Linked DNA regions of Mus musculus: region 1 is linked to region 2. Evidence: chromatin contacts called from public HiChIP or PLAC-seq data. All regions are on one chromosome and are shown on one strand. Each heading gives the region's core, a stretch centred on a gene start, on an enhancer-like site or on the middle of the called end of the contact. The rest is flanking DNA. Distances are from core to core; before and after follow the strand shown. Region 1 has its middle 38 kb from the start of Gm36441. Region 2 overlaps Gm36723 (a long non-coding RNA gene).

Evidence for each region. HiChIP or PLAC-seq counts read pairs in DNA pulled down with a chosen protein or histone mark.
Region 1: a BATF HiChIP or PLAC-seq map of CD8 T cells shows a contact between it and region 2, with 11 read pairs. The contact joins two enhancer-like sites. A contact is called at or near these places in 1 of 15 datasets of contacts at CTCF or cohesin (the NIH/3T3 cell line), 6 of 484 Hi-C or Micro-C datasets (CD8 T cells, the MNK3 cell line, granulosa cells and 3 more) and 2 of 115 datasets of contacts at active chromatin or transcription factors (CD8 T cells and Th17 cells).

The regions. Positions count from the first base shown.
Region 1 is chr12:25,245,645-25,248,767 of GRCm38.p6, forward strand. No RefSeq gene overlaps it. Among named protein-coding and RNA genes, the nearest start is that of Gm36441, 38 kb to the left of the region's middle. Within about 2 kb of position 1,502, at least 18 of the 459 cell types and tissues checked have an H3K27ac peak or open chromatin away from gene starts, as enhancers often do. A contact at or near this core is called in CD8 T cells, where this site is marked.
Region 2 is chr12:25,358,319-25,361,637 of GRCm38.p6, forward strand. The region is part of intron 1 of Gm36723 (a long non-coding RNA gene); the gene reads left to right. Among named protein-coding and RNA genes, the nearest start is that of Gm36723, 4.1 kb to the left of the region's middle. Within about 2 kb of position 1,838, at least 30 of the 459 cell types and tissues checked have an H3K27ac peak or open chromatin away from gene starts, as enhancers often do. A contact at or near this core is called in CD8 T cells, where this site is marked.

The DNA.
Region 1 (3,123 bases), core at 252-2,751, 110 kb before region 2:
TTATCTCCCAAGGTCTTGCCTCATCTATAAATTTGTGAATAATTCCACACACAGAATCTAAATGAGTGGAGGAGTAAGAGTTTAGCACTATCACCATACAGCAACTAGCCTGTGTGTGAACATGCATTCCTGCATGTGTCTGTGTGGCATGTGTGATCTCTCGTCTGATAAAGGGTCCTAGATGGCTTTTGGCATGCACTTCTGAAAGCTTTGGATACATTTATGAATTCTATTTTTACAACTTGCTGGCCTTGTACCAGAAGAGGGCTGTGGGAGACTCTTGGTTCTGTGTGGACGGGTTCGTTTCTGCTTTCCTCTCTTTAAAGAGAATGTAGACAAGGCTGGTGGGAAGTCTTCAGTGTTCTCTGAATTCGCTTTTTTGTCTGTGTGATGTGTGCGTGTGTGCACATGTGGAGGACAACCTCCAGTGTGAATTGGTCCTCCCCTTTTACTCCATGTGAAACAGGGTCTCCTATTGCTGGTTCCTGTGTGTGTAAGGCTTACTGGCCCCCAGGCTTCTAGCAGCCTCCTGCTTATACCTCCCATCTCACTGTAGAAGTGATGGGATTGATTATAGATCAATGCTACTATTTCTGGCTGTATGTGGGTTTGGGGGATTCAAACATAGGCTCTCTTATTTGTATAGCAAACACATTACTTACTGAGCCACCTTTTCAACCCTGAATCTACTCAGGAGACTTCATGCACCTCAGCCTAGGTGCGTTTGGTCAGTGGAAAAGGCAATAAACGGTTGCAAAGACATTCGCACTGCCCCCAGTAAGAAAGGGAGGCCCCGAGGAAGGCTAATATCATTGGCATCACCATTATGCCATTATCACCACCAGCAGTATCTCCGGCATCATTAGCATTATTATCACCATCAAAACATGATGACCACGTGACAGCTAGTGGAAGGGTGCACTGGAAACTTCCATTTGGTCCCTTCACCACGGTCCTTGCTTCTGCGCTCCAAGTACTTGGAAGCTGTCAAGTACATGCCTCATAGTGCCCCTTTCAAGAGACCAGTGTCATTGCTGTTAGGTGACTTGGCCAGGAAGGAGGGCATATGGGTGATGGGGCTGTCCTGGCAAGGAGTGTATGCGCCACTGCAGAGTAATCCTGCACTGGCACCATCGGGGCAATGTGGGCAAGAACAACACAGCACAAGGCCAAGTGCAAATTGTTTTAAAATGCACAAATGAGCTCGGTTCAGGTGCTGCCAAAGAATTCTCGATTTCAGCAGAGAGTTATTTTGTACACTTTTACTACGCTTATCCAATAAAAGCACAACTGTTCATGGAGTCATTAAGCTGTGCTTTTAGGAGATGCCGTCAAGGAAAGCAGGCCACAAATCGAGCCTGATTTGCTCAACTGGTTTGAGTTGCCTTTTGTCAAAGCCACATCAAACCTGCAATCTGCGGGCTCTCTTTCCCTTGTGAAATTGTCACCCTGAACACTTGGAATCGCTTTTGGTTCTAGGAGACCTGTCATCATTCAAAGTGCCCACGTGTGCTCAGGCCTGTGATGTGGCTCCTGACCTGAGGGAGTGATGAAGGAAGCAGGATGCTATAGGGAAACAGGTGGTGTGGGGCGTGGCTACTGTGGGAGTGGGAAAAGGAGGGCATGATGCCATCTATTAGAAACCTTTCTTTCCGGGGCTCCACTTCAGTGTTGGCCTGTGACAGTCTAATGGACTCTTTTTTATATACTTATTACAGATCTAGTTGTCAAAGGCAGGATGAAGGTTATGGGGAAGCATGGGGAGACATTCTAAGACCCACTTTATCTCATTTTGTCCAGAGAAAATCTTTGGTTATAGTTACCCCACATCTTTGGTCTCTTGGCCATAGCTGGGTGGCATTCTATTGCTAGCTACTAGGGAGGCTGGGAGAGAGCATCAAGAATGTTACTAACAGCCGGGCAGTAGTGGCACATGCCTTTAATCCCAGCACTTGGGAGGCAGAGGCAGAGGCAGAGGCAGAGGCAGAGGCAGAGGCAGAGGCAGAGGCAGAGGCAGAGGCAGAGGCAGAGGCAGAGGCAGAGGCAGAGGCAGAGGCAGAGGCAGAGGCAGAGGCAGAGGCAGAGGCAGAGGCAGAGGCAGAGGCAGAGGCAGAGGCAGAGGCAGACAGACTTCTGAGTTCGAGGCCAGCCTGGTCTACAAATGAGTTCCAGGACAGCCAGGGCTATACAGAGAAACCCTGTCTCAAAAAAACAAAACAAAACAAAAAACAAACAAACAAAGAATGTTAATAACATCTTGACCAATTGTGTCCAGCACTCAGGGCTTGGTCCATGGCCTGTCTGGCCCAAAGGGGGTTCTTCTAGCAAGGAACAAGAAAACAGGTTATCAGGTAGATAAATGATGCACACCACGGTTTGCAAATAGTTTGGGATGAGGGAGGTGTTTATAAGAGGTACACAGGTAGGATTTTGAATCTCCACTAAAGGATCAAGAAGAGGGTTAGGGACCTGGAATCCCTTCTGATACAAATAAAGCTAGATCATGCTGCCCTGAATGTGCCCTATCTTATCTGGTGGAGGAGACTCTAGGTACTTCACCTCTTCATCTCCAAGGCCTACTACGTGGGAGCCCTTTCACCAACTGCTTGCTGAAGGAACAAATACATCTGTAGTACTGGCAAGGGGGTCTTCTTACACAGAATGGTAGCTGTAGGGCAGGAAGCCCTGGAATGGTGTGCTGGGAATGGGGAGCCCAGGCTTGTATTCATGTACACCTGGGGTAGAGTTGTGTTAGCAGCTGGCCCAGGTCAAGTCCCTTAGCCACTTTGTGCCTACATTTCCTTGTCTGTAAGGAGAGAGAGCAGCGCGTCGTGGGAAGATTAAATGAGCAGGTGTACATTGTATATCATGTACCTGGCACAGAGCTAGCATGCAAGACACAGCAGCTGTCTGTATTTTTAAGCTAGACACTAGTGAGCAATGAGAGGAACTCAGATTTTCGCAGCAACGGGATCTTCCAGCCACCAGCAGGCCCCCGAGACAGGACTCTGGCAGTGTCTGGAGAATATAAAACTATCCTGCCTGTTACTTTTGGTGTCTGTCACTGGGGGTTGGGGGTGGGGGAAGTCACATGCTGACCTTAGTGAGCAAAGATTCATTTCA
Region 2 (3,319 bases), core at 588-3,087:
CATGGAAGGAGTTACAGAGACAAAGTTTGGAGCTGAGACAAAAGGATGGTCCATCTAGAGACTGCCATATCCAGGGATCCATCCCATAATTAGCCTCCAAGCGATGACACCATTGCATACACTAGCAAGGACTAAAACTCTTAATGACTTGAAGCCATCAGTTGTCCCAAGTGATAGTCAGTAATGTGAACACATCAGGCAGCATGGTGCATGGTGGGAAGATCATCTGTCAGTGGGAACTGTTGTGTCTACTGCCATTTAAGTAGTGGAAGAGGTAGAGAGCATAGAGATGTAATTAAAAAGACATGACGGGTCATTTCTGCACACAAAGTACATTTCCAGACAATTGCATTTGTTGCAATTTTGGAATCTACACATATAGCTTAGACTTGACACCCGCTTGCTCCTGTTCTTAGCCCTATGTAAAGATGAGCCATTTAGAACCTTGGGAGATCTGGAGTGGGCCAGCTAGACTCATATGGAGTCTATACATATGGGTCAAATCAAATATAGGTAAAACAACGGGGGCAAAATGTGTTTTGAAAACTAGAAATGGGTTTTGGGGCTCACCAGAACGCATAAATTCACTGAGATGAAAGGCCCTATGGGTGATAAAAATGTCTCATTTAAGAAATTAAACGATCCTGTCATTTGTAACAGGAATTAATAGCACTTTAAAGCGGACTGAGCGCAAGGCGATCCGGGTGAGTCACAGTGGCCTTCCACATTTGCAGTGTCCCTCAGATAATTATTAATTAACATGACATCAATTGTCTCAGTGCAGCATCATGGTGCAGACTCAGACACACTAATGGAAGGCACTTCTTATCGAGGCTTCCTGTCCTTTCGTAAAATTAAAATGCTAAACTAATTAAAACCAAAGGTACTTTAAAAAACAGTTTGCTTCCAAACAGATTTTTAATATATGCCAAGCTGAGTGGGAACCTAGAGCTATTTTTTTTTAAAGTGAGGATCAGAAATCTATTTAAAAAGGAATTTTGAATATATGTCCCAACAGCCCCCTCTACCTCCACATAGCCAATATGGCATTGGTGTTGATTTCACTAAGGGCAGAAGTTGGAATAGGGTTGTTGGTTTCTCAGGAGCACTGGCCAAATAATTGAAATGTAGGTGATTATTTCTATATCACTTAAAATAGTTCCCTGCATGGCTTTGGTGTGAATTTCTCTTTCTGCTCTTGAGTGAGTCCCTGAGCAATCTGCTGCTAGGCTGTTTCACCCCTGATTATCCTGGAGATTTTTGTGTGTTCTTTCATGTTTGACTCTGAAGATGTTTTGAATATGCCCAATGTGGTCTCTTACTCAGAATGTTTTTGTAGTTTCAATCCCTCTGGCATGTTCTTTCTATAAACTGTCACATAGCTTGTTCTTTCTCACTTTTCTGGATCTAGACCACCCTGTGAATGGAATTCTACACTAAGCCTAGAATGCTTGGTGAGCTCTTAGAGGGTGTGCGTTGCTCCCTCATTACAGCTTGAGTGTACTTCTCTAGTAGTTGACTCTTCAACTAGAAGGCTAGCATCCTGAGGGCAGGGACCACTTTGCCTGCTTAGCTCTGAAGCCCCCCACCCCACCCCTGTCATGACGTCCAACATTTGTCAAAAAGAGGAAAATGCTTAATCCATCTGCAGTGACAAGAGATATTTCCAGAAAGACTGGCCAAGAAAGAGACAAAGATGTTTTAAAGAAGTTGCTGGTACCTCATTGTGAGACCTTGAAGACATTTAGATAAAAGGATGTGGGCAGGATGTGGGAAACACAGAATATGCTCAGCTAATCTCTGGATCAAAGAGAGAAAAGGAGAAAGAATGATGACATTAAAATAATTGGGTGGATCACAGCGCGGGTGCGGCAAGTGCTCCACGGTAGGAACCGGAGGCTGAGGGGGTTTTCAAGATGAATCATCTTTTTCTTTTCCCCTCTGTCTCCCTTTTGTAGGCCCAATTTGTTTTCTTTCTAGGTTTAGAAATATTCAAGAAATGCTTGTTAGGTAGTTGTTAGGGAGTCCCAGTCTTCTCTCCTCTCTTTGGCACCGATAATATTGACTCATGGTGGGAGGGTCACCAGCATGAATACCTGGTTCATTTACAAACTTTCAATCTCTCTGATATAACTTCACTTGCATTCAAGCTTGCTCTCTCTCTATGTTGAAGAGCTTCTAGTACCCAAGAGTTTATCTAAAGATGAACTGTTGGCCTTTTTCTCCTGTGGAATCTGCTGGACACTAGTCAGGGTCTTGTTTGCTTTTCTAGTTTCTGTGATGCACAATCAGGAAGCAGAGAGACCCTAGCACAGGGAATGGTGCCACCCACAATGGGCAACTTTTCCCACCTCAATGAGCCCAATCAAGATGCTACTCCTCAGGTATTTGAAAAGATCCATCACCCAGGTATTTCTCGATCTCACTAAAGTGACAACTGAGATGAGTCATCACAACCAGGGAAATGTTCATCTTAAGGTATTGGCAACATGCTCTGATAGTAGTTTATATTTTAGGATTTTGAGTGCCCTTTGTCCTCTTATGGCTAAACTGCTTCGTATTTATTCTGAAATGAAACTAGGTTTGCTAGTTTATAAAGAGGTCTAAGCTAGCAACAGGCAGCACATGTGGACATAAAATATGTTGAAATAAGATTTGGCAATTGGCCAGGTATGGTGGAACATGCCTATAATCCCCAGTACTTGGAAGGCTGATGCAGGAGGATTGTGAGTTTAAAGCCAACCTACCTACCTAGTGAGGCCTTATTTTACAAAATAGGAGGTAGGGAGTGGATGTATGGGAGAGGACTGGCAAATGGAAGAGTTCAATATGGTATCTATTAATCATCCCCACCACCATCCTCACCAATGCTACCATCATTACCATCACTGATATATTCATGACCCTCCTCCTCCTCAGCACCACCATCATCACCATCATCCTAATCACAACCATCATCCTCATCATGCTGTGGGTAAATAAAACATGTGAAGGAGAAGGAACACCAGAATGCTTCCCTTGTAACTTTTCATTAGCCTTGGGAGACCATAGCAACCATTTTAATTTTCCTCTGCTGTGGCCTTAATATAATTGAGAGAGAAGTCAATTTAAATCAGACAATCTATCCAGCTATATATGTATATATTCTGTATATGATATCTGTATCTAGCAGACAATTCCACAAATATGTTTTGATGGTATCTGCATCCCAGGACCATGTAGCACCCTCAGGCCACACAGAGGGGTTATAATTCCAACACTGGGGGATGTTAACTCTGTCCAAGGATGTCCATATTTGGGGTTTAGCTCTGCCTCTTCA